2 separate regions of the Rattus norvegicus genome follow, and region 2 is linked to region 1. The links are chromatin contacts, called in public Hi-C maps. All regions are on one chromosome and are shown on one strand. The core of a region is the stretch at or near the end of the contact, and the rest is flanking DNA. Distances in the headings are between cores, read along the strand shown.

Region 1 (7,567 bases), core at 1,233-3,732:
CATGTGCATACAGAGAGAGACAACTCTTACTCACAAGTGGTCATGCCCCGCCCCCTCACTGACCCTGGAGGAGAGACTGTCACCTACTAGGCCACTGTCCTCCAGCAGCTACATGGGAATGTGCATTATGGACTTGTTTCTCTTCCCCACGCTGGTGGGACTGCTGGGGGTAGGGAGGGGTCACCAGTTTCCTTATGAACAAAGCCCCAAGGAACTCTCAGACGTTCTGCCTGGAGAAGAAGACACAGCAAGAAGGCCTCATCTATAAGACAGAATGCCCTCGCCTGATCTGGAATCTGCTGGTGTCCTGAGTTCCTTCCAGACACCACAGCCAAAAGTATAATCACTGTCACCAACAGGGCTGTGCTTAGCTGCAGCACCTAACAGGCTAAGGTGTAGAGAGAATCTCTTATAAGAGTCGCCTGTCAATAAAAAAGCCGCTGGCCAATGAGCTGAGGCAGGAAATAGGGGGTGGGACATCTGGCAGGGACAGAGAGGATTCTGGGAAATTGAGAGAGATGAACTCAGGGAGACGCCAAGAAACTCGGAGAAAGAATGAGGCAAAGCCTATGGCCACAGCATTTAATAATAAACAATTAGTCCTGGAGTTGTCATTCTGGGAGCAAGACTGGGAAAAGAAAATGGATTTGGAAATTATTTTAACATTGAGCATTAACCATAACATTAACCTCTATAAGAACCAGGAGAGATGCTGCCTAGAGACCCAGACAGATAGTAGGGACAGGTAGTCTGACCTGAGTACTCACCTGGATGTGCTCATGCTACAGATCTAAGTGTCACGGACACAGACAATTGTGGCCCTTCTGGCTGGTCCATGGGCATGGCTTGGCACAGACACCAAACCTATGGGGTCCTGTGTTGGTTTGTGCCCCCCTAAGCACGTCTTCTTACACCTGTTGATGTCATTAAATCATAGCTTCACATTGACCCACGGCTACCCTTAACCCTCCGACAACACTCCCTGCTCTAAACCTGCATTGTACTTAAGCGTGTATGATTTACTTGACTGTCACTATCAGTCGTTCCCACCAACATCGCGTGAACAATCAGCCTCTCCTTTTCTTTCCGCATGCTTGTGTCCTGCCCTCCCATTTTGACTGGCGACCTCTGGCAGGCCTCACAGTGGCTGGTTGGGAGGAGAGAGAGGGGTAAGAGAGGTCTGTCTTCGCTCGCCCTACACGTGTTAAATGAGCACCTACTATGTGCCTGGTGTGCCGACGGAAACGATGCACAGGCACAGAAGGTCTGCTCTAGAGGGGGACTGTGAAGAGGTAGAAGATTGTCACTTGTGGTCAGGATGCTGCTACCTTCTCAAAGATGTCTTGTGAAAATGGAGGACAGACAGAAACATCAGTGCGTCCAACCAGAAGAAGAATTACTTGTGCCACTAATTGAGAGTCTGCTCTGGGTCTTGAGAGATAAGAGTTTTTCACTGTTGGGGTGATAGGCTACCTCCAAACACCACTGCCATATTCCCATTAGGAGTTGGGAGCTTTCTCTCATGGCACTGTGGGCATCTTTGCCCCATCCTGCATTCAGCAGAAAGTGGGTCCCCTGCCTTCTTCCCCAAACACCACCCTTTCGGACATCACCCATTACCCCATCCTGAGGGTGGGAGTGGAGAAGGAGAGTAGGGCCATTCACATCTCTGCTAACGAGTTAGATGCTGAAGAGAGAAAACAAAAATAAAACCATGCAAACAAAACAGCTGGAGGATCTGGCAGGGTGGAGCACCCTGCGGCCTCCTCTCCCCTGAGGAGGGTGACCCTCAGAAGCCTGGAGTCCTGATTCAGGGATGAACAAGTCGATTCCCATCAGAGCTGCCAACCTGAGACCCGTGAGAGGGAACGGATCATGGCTAGTGGCGGCGTGTGGACTGGAGGCGTGGACCACAGCAGTTTCAGTTCCGTGCCACCGCACACCGGGATGGGGAGGTGAGGGGGAGGCATGGTGCGCTCGCTCACTGGAAAAAGAGGAGCTCGTCTCTGCGGATCCTGCCCTACTTTTAGTGGGAAGTGTTCTAACAGGCAGGTTTCCGGGATACTGAGAAGCCGCCACGTGAGGGGGTCCGTGGAGAAAGCCGGATAAAACAAAACTAAATCTAACTCTTTATCCAAACTAAGCAGCCATGATTCGAATGGAGCGTCTCCTTTAGACCACAGAGCAGGCACGCTGTTCTCTTCTGTTGTTACCACAATTCCAGGGAGGTTATAAGCCCCACCTTACAGACGGGAACATGGAGGCCCACAAGAGTATACCCCTGACAACACCTGGGGCTCATTTGCATGGCATGCCAGGAGCTGGTTGCAAAGGGCATGAATTATGCATCAAGTATCCATAAAACAGAAGCGAGCTGAGCGTACAAGTGGGCGGAGAAGCTCCAGACAGCCCCAGGGCTTCTACTCCTTAGCTTTCCCCAGCAGACCCAGCCTGTCACGGCTTGGCTCAGGGAGCTGGCGCTCTCAGCATTTCCTATCTGGGTGTGGCCTGGAGCAGATGCTTCTCCAAGAACAGTTGCAAGCACTGAGCCAAAATGGATGGGTTGGAGGGACAGCCTGGACCGGCAGATGTAGAGGCCACACCCCACCACCTGGACCTGGCTTCCTCTAGGGAGGTCGTCTCCCTCAGACATTCTCCTCAGCATCTGATGAGTCACTCTCCCAACAGCCAGGCATGGTCCTCCAGACTGTCGTCAAACCTCACCGTGAGCCTCCCTTCAGCAGGATCCACTTCGCCTCCGCTTGAGGCCTGAAGCGCTTTATGCATTTCTGAGAGGAGATACTGCAAGGTGCTGGGGTCTGCTGTCTGTTCGGATGGCTTTAAGAGGAGGCAGCAGGAGGGATGCTCCCCCTTGGACAGCCAGAGAGGTTGGCGACGGCATCAGAGGCTATGCCTTCCAGAGACTTAATGTCTTAGTTAGGGTTTTACTGCTGTGAACAGACCCCGTGGCCAAGGCAACTCTTATAAAGGACAACATTTAATTGGGGCTGGCTCACAGGTTCAGATGTTCAGTCCATTATCATCAAGGTGGGAGCGTGGCAGCATCCAGGCAGGCATGGTGCAGGAGGAGCTGAGAGTTCTACATCTTCAGAATACTGGCTTCCAGGCAGCTAGGATGGGTTTTTTGTTTTTGTTTTTTTGTTTTAAGATTTATTTATTTAATGTATATGAGTACACTATAGCTGTCTTCAGACATGCCAGAAAGAGGGCATCAGATCCCATTACAGATGATTGTGAGCCACCATGTGATTGCTAGGAGCTGAACTCAAGACCTCTGGAAGAGCAGCAGTCAGTGCTCTTAACCACTGAGCCATCTGTCCAGCCCTACATCCACAGCTGACATACCCACTCCAACAAAGCCCCGCCCACTCCAACAGGCCCACCCCTAGTGCCACTCCCTGTGCTGAGCATATACACACCATCACACTTAAGTGACAGGATGGCTCCATGTTTCAGGAGCTACAGGTTCAGTGATCGCTGAGTGTCAGAGTGAGCCAGATGCTACAGGAAGGCGGTGTGAAGGACAAGGAAGCAAGAGAGGCGGTGAAATCACAAGTTATGTGGCGTTTAGGAAGCAAGGTGGGATAAATGAAGTGGGGAAGCGAAGTACAGAAGCTAACGCTGGGGCCAGGAGGATCTGGTGATGGACAGCTCTGTATGCTGGTCAAACAGGTAGAATCCAGGAAGTACCAGGAGGCAAAAACCTCAGCAGAACGAAGGAGCTGTCCCGCCATACAGGAGGGTAGGAAAACCGAATGTAGGTTACACAGCCCTGCAGGGTTGCCAGCTTGAGATTCGTAATCTTGAACTCAAAACCATGAGTAGGTTTGAGGTTTCTTAGAAGGAAAGAGAGGTTAGGCTATTGGGAGATGAGCTGGGCATGTACAGTGGCTAACATGGGCAGGGCAGTGCAGAGCAGACAGCAGGAAAGGGTCATATTCAAAGTAAGGGGTCCAGGACACCATTCAGGGCTGGTAGCTATTAGGAGAGAGTCTGGAGCAGGGGAAGCTTCTCACAAGAATATGCACCGCTAGGTACAGACCTTGCAAATGCTCGCTCCCCTCCGAAGCTCTCCAGTCAAGACAACACAGCCTTTTGCAAGCCCGTTGGCATTTTCAGCTTTGAATGTGAGGCCCTCGGGAAGACACATCTCCAAGAGCCATCTGTTGACTGGAGGGCTTTGCTTCACTTTCTCCCCTCCCCCTGGATTATTTTCAAAAGATTAGGTTTCCTGTTTTTACTGCCCTGCCAGCCAGACCCTGGGTACATCCATCCATCCATCATCAGGTCATTAGGACCACAGGCATGACAGAATGGGCTGGCACGCTGCAGGCCTTCCCTCCTCCATAATGAGGGATCAGTCACCTCTGCTCCCCGCACCAGCTGTTCACTCTGTAAACACCACTGCCTCCCTGTACGGGGGCTTGACCTCTCCCACAGGCAAAAGCCCTCTCAGTGAAACAAGAAAACAGGCGATTCATCCTAGCCACTGACAGGTTCTCATCCACACAGCTACCTCATCCCAGGACAGTCAAGAACGAACGAACAAACAAACAAACGAACAACAAGCCACGACCACACACTTGTAAAAACAAACCAGCCCTTTATAAGATGCCTCCATTTTCTCTCTCCCAGTCCGAAGGTGGGCCATCTCAGAAGGGAACAAAGTCAACTATCCTGTCCAGACTAAGTTCAGTCCCCCTACGTGGTACAAAACAGATTCATACCTGCCCTTCCACGTAGGTACTACTAAATAGACCAGACTCTCCTCACTGTCAGCCCCAGGGCAAGAGGGAAAAGGGTGAGAGCCTCCCGGCTCCCTCACTCACATGGTGGCTCTCATGTCACGTGATGGTGGCCACCGGGTTCAGTCACTGTAATCAGCAAGCACAAAGGACAGACCTCCAGGCACCATGGCTACATAACGCAGAATTCTTTCATGACCCCCCAAGATGGGGAGGAGACCAGAGACACTGGCCAGTGGAAGAAGCTAGCCTGATGCCCACCCAGCTGAGGGTTTTTGCTGCTCCCAACCTGCCAGGAACCTGGAGAACCAGAAGGGACTGGGTGCTTGCAGGGTCTGACTGCCGAGGTCCAAGGCTCTTAGCCGTTGTCTTGAGTTGACTTTGCACTGCTGTAATAAACACCCTGACCAAAAGCAACATGGGGGTAAAGGGTGCATCTGGCTTACACATCCCAATCCCAGCCCATCATGGTGAATGCCAAGACAGGAATTCAAGCAGGGAGGTAGGAACTGAAGCAAAGACCACAGGAAACATCGCTTACTGGCGTACTCTCCATGGCTGGCTCAGTCAGATTTCTCATACAACCTAGGACCAACTACCCAGAAACAGCACCACTGCCAGTATGCACAGCAGTCATTAGTCAGGAAAATGCTAATCCAGCCCACAGGTCAATCTGACGGAGGAGGCATTTTCTCACTCTAGTTTCTGTCAGGTTAAAACAAAAATACTAAGAGCAGGAGTCCTGGAGGGCAGAAGCAGAAACTTGGGATGGGAGAGGAAAGCAGAGGCAGAAATGTGGGATGGGAGAGCAAAGCAGAGGCAGAAGCATGGGATGGGACAAATCCCTACAGATGACGGGGGTGGGAAGGGGGGGGTTAGGGCTGTCAGAAGAGGCTTCCCTGGAGCAGGCACGTTTACCCGGACATGTTCACACCCCTTATCTGAAGAGTCTGACTTTCCTCCCCAAGAGAGACATGAGTTATCTGGCCTGGCTCTCCCTTCTGCAGGATCTGAGTGCCAAACCCTGTCTAATGTAAGCATGGGACCCTTCACTCATTGTCCAGCATAAGGCCCAGGAGTCCCAGGTTGAGTTGGAGCCTTTCCTCCAACTCTTACCACTCACCATCCCACATACAAGAAGAACGGGTTCTCCTATGTGTTCGTTTAGTAAGTGTTTATTTCGAAACACTTCCTGAGAGACCTGCAAGACAAATGCCAAGAACTGCTGCTTAGAACAGGATGCTCAAAAGGGATGGGGGAAGGGGCAACAGATACTCATTTGAGGAAACAGATACTCCTTGAGGAAACAGATACTCCTTTGAGGAAACAGACACTCCTTGAGGAAAGATACTCCTTTGCTCCTTTATCACCATCTGCCCTTCAGACACAAAGCGGGAGGCTAATACTACCCATGGATGCCTGGATTCCCACAGAGTCCCATCACCCCATCTGAGGACAGTCCTTTTACACTGGGTAGCCCCTTAACGTTCCTTACAGAAGAGACCAGCTGACACCTCCTGCTCTGAGACCACTCTCCTGTTATAGTAACAGCCCACCTACCATCCCTCAAAAGGGCAGCAAGGTAAAAATAGTAGTGCGTGAAGGTGTCCCACAATGCCAGTCACTGTCTTCCAACGCCTTCCGGAAGCTCAGGCTTCAGGCACCACAAGAGCTCCAAGTCTGTGGGGCAAATACAGTGACCCCACCACACGCCATTCCAATCACTCCAGGGTGAGGAACCTAATACAGAGCATATATTCTAGCACCAAGCTATATCCCCATCCTAGTTAGTTTTGTGTATACACACATATACATACATATGTACGTATGTATGTATACACACACACACACACACACACACACACACACACATGCACTCATCATATTATAGTCCAGGCTGGCCTTGAACACATGATCTTCCTGCCTCACCATCCTGACAGCAGGGATTCCAAGCCTGTATCATTACACTGGCTTTATTTACTTATTTTTTTGTACGACTGCAGACAAACTCTGAACCTCGTGCACACTAAGCACATATTCTATCAACGGTCTACACCCCAGTCGATAAATCTTATTTTAGAACTACTCATTTCAACATGGAAATAGCAAAACCCAAAGACACTCGCCCCTTAACTGATGGTCTGGGTTTGTCGGCTCACAATCTCCTGAGACCTTTGACTAACAAAACACCTTGGCCCCAAGGCCTCCTGCCCGTTGTGTTCCCGCTCCTTGACAGCGAGAGCTTCCTGTTCTCACTGTGGGCTGGACTCCTGCTCTCTGCCTCCTTGGGTCCAGAGTGGACTGGGCTCTCACTACAACCACCAGAATGTGGCAGAGATAGCGGCCCTGACACTGAAGCTCTCATTTCATCCTTGTGAGGACGTGAGGAAGCTCAGACTCAACCGCAAATGATGAACACTCCAAACAAGAGATGCCCGCCTTCCAGCATCCCCACCAAAGCCACACAGCAGTGTAGGCTGATGTCAAGGTGATACGTGATTGGACAGTAGAGAGGGGGGCGTGGACAAAGTTTTGGAAGGTGGGAGAGAGGAGGAAGGAGAAGAATCAAAATGGAAACGGAGGATGACCCAGATCCCGGTGGTCCTGAATTGCCAAGGTAACTGGGATGGCAAATGTATCTTATCTAGGTTGGCGGTTTAGATCCTTAACGTTGGTTGTAAGTTCATTGCGTGGATATATTGCGGATTGAGAATTTAACATGTAAATCTGATTGCTAAACTATAAGTTTCTGGAACTTTTATTTAGCCGGGCTAAAGAGGACAGTGTGTGAAAGAAATGTC
Region 2 (6,614 bases), core at 4,067-6,566, 38 kb after region 1:
AGGTCATTTCTCCTACTCTGTGACCTACACAGGAAAGAGGGAAGGGTTCTTTATAGAGAAGGGCCCATGGCTGTCTGTTTTCATCCTTAAGGGTGTGGACACACCACAGACCCCCCCAAACACACCCAGTTAAGATTTTCAGGAGAAGAGATTGAGCATCGGGAAGAGGTGGAGCCTAGGACCATGAGCCTCCGGAAGAGGTGGAGCCTAGGACCATGAGCCTCCGGAAGAGGTGGAGCCTAGGACCATGAGCCTCCGGAAGAGGTGGAGTCTAGGACCATGAGCCTCCGGAAGAGGTGGAGCCTAGGACCATGAGCCTCCGGAAGAGGTGGAGCCTAGGACCATGAGCCTCCGGAAGAGGTGGAGTCTAGGACCATGAGCCTCCGGAAGAGGTGGAGCCTAGCACCAGGCACCTGGAGCTCCTAGGAGTTCAGCTTTGCCATTTCTTGGTTGCATCCTTGTCTGTAGATGGACAGACCACCAGCAGCTGATGGAAGAGCTCAGGAGGGATCCTGCAGGAAGCACCTTGTCGTGTGCCCAGCACAGAGCATTTTGCAGGATTTCCAGCTTCTTCCCTTGATGTTCCTCACAGTTCACACGACAGAACGTTAGGGTGACCTCCGTCCCCACATGTACGCACACGCTATGCGTATACGTTTTCCTTATTGCTCTTTTTAATGAACGTCAGTACGTAACCCCGACAGACATGGATGGCTGAGCAGTAATGGGGCCCCCTTCCCCGTAACATACAAGACAGAGAAGAACGTTCAGCACAGTTTAAATGTTCTCTGGGCTACCACACCTGGGCACGCTAAGGCCAAAAAGAACTCAACTAAACATACAGTGCGCAACACTAAGAGAGAACCCTAATGTAAAGTACACACTGTGGGTGATAATGACGTGTCTACATTGCTTTAGGAACAGTCACAAATGTACTCTTTTAGTGGGGGATGTTGATAACAGAGGAGGTGGTTTGGAGGCACAGGATATATGGGAAATCTCCACACTCCCCATTCATCTATGCTGTAAACCTTGGAGTGCGCTGAAAATTTTAACTATTACAAAATGGTCCAAGATATAATGGCTCTGCGGTTAAGAGCACTGGCCGCTCTTCCAGAGGACTAGGGTTCAATTCCCAGCACCCCTGTGGCAGTTCACAAACGTCTGTAGCTCCTGCACCAGGGAATCCCAACACCCTCACACAAACACACGTGAAGTCAAATCACCAATGTACATATATATTTTATATATGTATATATATATGTGTGTATATGTATATATGTGTGTGTGTGTATATATATATATATATATATATATATATATATATAGTAAATTCCTGCACTCCAGTCTGTTATCTGATTGTGGTATTGGAGATTTAACCCAGAGTTTCACACCACTACTCAGCCATGCCTCAGCTCTTAACCGAAACGTCTGAGGGCACTTTCCGTGCTAAAACAGGCTTTTAATCTCAGCACTTGGGAGGGAAAGATATGGATCTTTATGACTGAGAGGCTAGCCTGGTCTACAAAACCAGTTCCAGGGGATCCAAAGCAACACAGTAAGAGTCTGCCTGGCCCCCAAATCTCCTGCCCCCCCCAAAAAAAAGGAAAAAAAGAAAGAGAGAAAGAGAAGTCTGAGGGACACAGGTGTGGGGGTGCATGCCCGTAACCCCAGCATTTGGGAAGCAGCAGCTCACTGCAAACTGGAGACCAACACTGGTCCATGTGACACGTTTTAGGCTAGACAGAGCTTCACGGAGAGGCCCTATCTCAAAAAGGCACAAAAGAATGTTTAAGGGGAAAACATAAAAGAGAATGTGGGGCTTCAGAGTAGTCAGAGAGAAACAGAAAGTTCTAAGATATGAAACTTAACATCTAAGCCACTTGCTCAGAAACTAACCTATTTTCCTCTCAGGACCCACCTCCTTCTCATCCCTGCCTTTTCCTACTCAGACTTAGACTACGTTTGATTATGTGGAGGGCAGCATGGCCATTTCTACAGTAGGTATAGGAAAAGCTGGGCTCAACTTTCTGGAAACTTGGACCTCCCTGCCAGCAAGAGAGTATCAGACTGTAGGTCTCCATAGGAAGCTTCTCGTCTTCTTTATGAATAACATCCCCCAATCATGACAGCACCAAAAGCCAGCTCAAATGAGTTCACCTTGCAAACAGCTGGCTAGACGTGGCTGGTGCCCAGGAATCATTGGGTCATCCTCCAGACCTGAAAGGAGCTGGTGGCTGTGCCTTCAGAGCCAATGTCTGACCCCTATTGCTTTTCATCCCTCCTCTGGAGACAAGGAAAGCAGCTGGACCAGGGTACAGGCAGGTTAGGTCCAACTACACACTGCACTGGCCCAGATGTAAGATCAGCAGCAACTAGAGCCTGCTGAACAAGACAGGGTGCTGGGCACAGAAAGGCAGCTTAATAGAGCCAAAAATAGCCTCGCTTTTTTTTTTTTTTTTCAACAGGATTCTGACAAATGAAGCACGTGCAACTCCATCAGCAAGGGGGAGAAAAATCAGGGAAGCCAAAGACCAGATCAGCTCAACAGAAGCAAAGATTCCCAGAGCTTCCTGACAGCTGTACACCCCCAGCACACCCCTCCCACCTTACTCTGATGGAAAATTCTGCCTGGATCTCGAAACCATAACCTAGTCCCATAACCCCACACATCCAATGGTGCCTGTCCCGTGTGCAGCAATGAAGTTATGGTTTATCTCAGCGCTAGAGTCAGACCATGGATTAGGAGCCTCAAACAAGACCCTGTTGAGTGCTCACCCGAGAAAATGAGGCAGCAAGAGCATGCGGGAGGACCGGAAAAAGAAGATGGGGTCTGGAGATGTAACTCAGAGGTGTTAGCATGCCTTGAACTGGCATGGCACTGGGTTTGAACCCCAGCACCACAAGAAAAAAGAGACAGACAGACAGACAGACAAAACTCAGTGGCGGTTGACAGAGGAGTCTACGGGTGACTAATGAAGGGTGAAGCGAAGAAGATCAGGATGGTGTGGGATTACCCCACCACGTAAAGTCTTCAACCTACTGGTTTTCGGTGGCCCACTGAGTCAGAACTCACTTTCTTCTAAGTCCTCTCTTCACCTGCTCTCACTTGCTTAACAAGTGAATCTGACACATCTAAACCCTCCAGGCAGCTTGCACATCTAGAGTTCCCCTAACGCGTCATATTACCACTCCAAGACCAGAACAACCAGGTGGCAGGCTGTGGAGAAACAGCACAGATCCCCCACCTCCCAAAGGAGCTAATCCGGGTGGGCAGAGACGACCGACTTGTCCAGCATGGAGAGAGCACACGGCTATCTCTCCCCCAATACTTCGGCAACCCAATACTTCGGCAACCCACCAGCTTTGGATCTAGAACCAAGAGAGCGCACCACCAGCCATTCCCTTGTAATCCCCTACCCCCATCCATTTGCCTTCAGGAAGAAGGGGGTGGAGTCAGTTCAGGCGCAGGGCCAAAGAGACACAAAAGCGCTTGAAAATCATGCCAAAAAGTACCCATTTCTCCCATGTCAATCTACTTAAAGAGTCTAGAACAGGTCCCCCGTATGCCCACAGGAGGCACTCACCTGCTTCCCCCTGAAAGGTGCTGTCCCCATCACTGGGCCAGATCTGCCCGGTCTTGCGAACACCTACTATGGTAGCCTCAGACACCACAACCTGGCACTGCCGGTGCCGCTTCTGGCACTGTGGCGTCGGAGGGCTGCTGCTGTCAAAGGACTGTTGTGAATTCTGCGAGGGTGAGCGACTCTTGTCCCGGAACATACGGTAGGTGGTGGGGCTTGGTGACACGCGGCTGGACTGGCCAGAGGAAAAGTCCTCCTCACTGGAGGTGAGGTTCTCATTGGAGCTGCAGTCCGGAGTGTAGCCACCTCCGCTGTCCTCAAAACTCCGAGGCGAGTAGGACCTGCGGGGCCAGGTGAGGCGCTTCTCCTGCTCTGAAGTGCTCTGGCTTCGCAGGAGAGGGCTCTTGCCCTCCCCTTCCACCATCATACCCCCGACGTAGATGCTCTGGTAGGGTTGATACTCCAGGGGCGGCCAAGGGGGCCTGTTGCCGCCATTGGCATTGATTAGGTTGTCCTTCAGGAAACGGGGATTCAACTCTGCATCCTCATAGTCACCGTCGAGGCCGCAGCTGCTCTCCGAGGAGCGCCCACGGTAATGGGGTCTGGGTGCTTCCCCCAGGCCCTGCCCGGCGCTCTGCTGGGACTTCTTGCGCTCCATTTGCATGGCCTGGCTGCCCAGAGAACTGATTCGGTCGGACACCTCTTTGTCGTTGACCTTCACCAGGCCGCGCTCGTGGTGGAACTCGACGTTCACGTAAAAGGGCTTCTCGGCGTCGGCAGAGCCGGGCTGGGCAGGTCCCTTGCGGATCTTCTCGAAGTTGGATCTGAGCGCCGCCACGCTGGTGGGGGGCCCTCGGTCGTCCCGGTCCGCCGGCGCAGCAGCCGCTGGCCTGCGGGCAGTCGCCGGTCGCCCCTTACTCGGTGACCCTTCTCCGTCCGGCCGCGCCTCCGACTCCTCGACGGGCGCCGGGTCTGCGCCGTCGGCGGGCGCGGGCGGCAGGCGCGGGGCGGACGCTCGGGGCTCGGCGGCGCCGTCCGGGGGCTGCGCTGCCCGGCGAAAGCCCCAGCGCTGCCGATCGTAGCTCTTCTTCTCCTTGGCCAGCAGCGTCTGCAGGTAGATCATGCGGAAGCGCTCCTGGTTCACCTCCTGCTCCAAGCGCCTAATGGAGGCCTTGCAGCGCTCCAGCTCCTGCTCGATGTCACCCACCGAGCGCAGCTCCATGCGCGGCGGCTCCGAGTCCGGGAACTGCGCTCTCCAAGCCTCGGCGAAGCCCACCGAGTCCACCATGGCGCGGCCGGCTCACCTGCGCCGAGGAGCTGCGCGCCGGAGCCCGGCTCAGCGGCGGCGCGGGGTTCTTACGGTGCCGGGCCCCGGGCGTCCGGCGCCTCCCATGATCCCGCGGCTACGGCGGCGAACAATGCCCGCCCCCCGGGGCCGCAGGTGAGGCGGGAGGCTCGGCCGCTGCGGCGGCGGCGGCGGCGGCGAGGGGCGCGCGCGGGCGGGGGAAGGGCGCGGGGTTGCGCACGCCTCTATTGTGTGCGGGGCTCCGCGGCGCGCGAGGCGGCGGGAGCGGTCCTCCGCAGAGCAGGGCCGCCGCGGGCCCACGGCCGCAGCCCCGCGGGCTCCTCGCCTCCGGTTCCCGCGCCGCCCCGCAGCCTTCCGGGCAGGCGCTCCGCTCAGCACGGCCAGCTCTCGCCGCACTCCCGCCCCGGCCCGCACTCAGCGCTGCAGGAAGGGGAGGACCGGGGGGCGGTGGCCGCGGAGCGGCTGACGGGGCTGGGCGCGCCTCTTAAAGGGGCCGCGCCGCGGGAAGAGCATTGGGTCCTTGAATACGACCCGGACCACTGCAAACTGGTCTGATCCCCTTCTGGACACAGAGGTGCCCCAGACCCGGTGATTCCGAGCGATCTCTCCACCGCGGATGCTCTGGCTAGTTCTTCATGCCTGGAAGAGAAATACCTGCTTCCTCTTTTCTGCACCCACTAACCTCGGTGCTAACCGCACAGGGAACGAACACCCAGCAGGGCCCAAACTATTGAGAAATCAAGCAGGGCAGGTCACCCATGCCAACAGCTCGGGTGCCAGCCAGTGAGCCTCTGGTGCTGGAGATCTGAGGTGGGTAATGGAGCTTAACAATGGCCACTGAAGTTGTCACCGGACTCTGAGTGACACTTAGGAATTTCTCCCCCTCTGCTCAATCAATGAATCTCCCTTCCTGAGTAATGACTTTTGACCTCTGGAGGCCAGTGTCGTGTTTTCGGGGTCTCTTTCTTCCTGGGAAGGGATCGCACACCTCCTTCTTAACCACAGAGCTGGGTGGAAGACAGGAAACCTTTAATAATCGTTCCCAACGAAGCTTAGGGATCTGAGTCACTTAGCAGAGATGCTCTCCATATATGCTCTCCTGAAAACAAAATGGAACCCAGGCCAGCCTGCTGGGTGAGGTGAAAGGCAACAGGATTTGGCAGCTGAAGAACAGCTGAGTTTTGGCTACTTTTCCCACTTCCGTGCCTCAGTTTCCCTGAGCTCCGAGATAAAACCAGAACACCTGCTTCCACAAAGCTGTTATGTCCTTGGTTGTAAACTGTTACCACGCTTCTCTAGAGAAATAGAACCCAGCACCAGCAACCAGATTAGCAGGGGCTCCCTGACTTAGGCCGGGTTTTCCTTTTCCTCCCTGGAACTCGCTTTCACCCTCATCTGTAGCCTGTTGTCTGCTCCTAGTAGGGTTCAGTTTGTGTTAATGTTGTTGGGCTGGCGAGCCTTTGGAGCGCCACTCCAGGAACCCTGTGAGCGCTATGCAGCTCGCTGCTGCCCTCTGTAGACCTCTTTAATCTCTTGTTCCCTCCTTCCCCGCCTACCTCACCAGTCTCTTGCCCAGCAGGCAGTAAACAACGCAATTGCTGAGAAGAAATAGTTTTGCTGGGCACCTGACTTTTGGGCTAGTGAAAGGAAAAGCAAAGCAAAACAAAAAGAGCAGGCATCCCAGAAGCACAGCAGTGAACGATGTTCTCTTCCTCGGTAGACTC

What was found. Hi-C and Micro-C count contacts between places; a contact is called where the count stands out from the background.
Region 2: a contact with region 1 is called in a Hi-C map of prefrontal cortex, with 1.9 times the contacts expected there. The contact joins the promoter of Bcr here to the enhancer-like site in region 1. A contact is called at or near these places in 2 of 12 Hi-C or Micro-C datasets (liver and prefrontal cortex).

The regions. Positions count from the first base shown.
Region 1 is chr20:13,556,064-13,563,630 of GRCr8, forward strand. The region is part of intron 1 of Bcr (BCR activator of RhoGEF and GTPase); the gene reads right to left. Among named protein-coding and RNA genes, the nearest start is that of Bcr, 36 kb to the right of the region's middle. Within about 2 kb of position 2,483, at least 41 of the 93 cell types and tissues checked have an H3K27ac peak or open chromatin away from gene starts, as enhancers often do. A contact at or near this core is called in prefrontal cortex, where this site is marked.
Region 2 is chr20:13,591,017-13,597,630 of GRCr8, forward strand. It overlaps Bcr (BCR activator of RhoGEF and GTPase), which reads right to left and starts at 5,317. Exons shown (of 23, transcript NM_001419609.1): 1 at 3,588-5,317. The coding sequence starts at 4,872.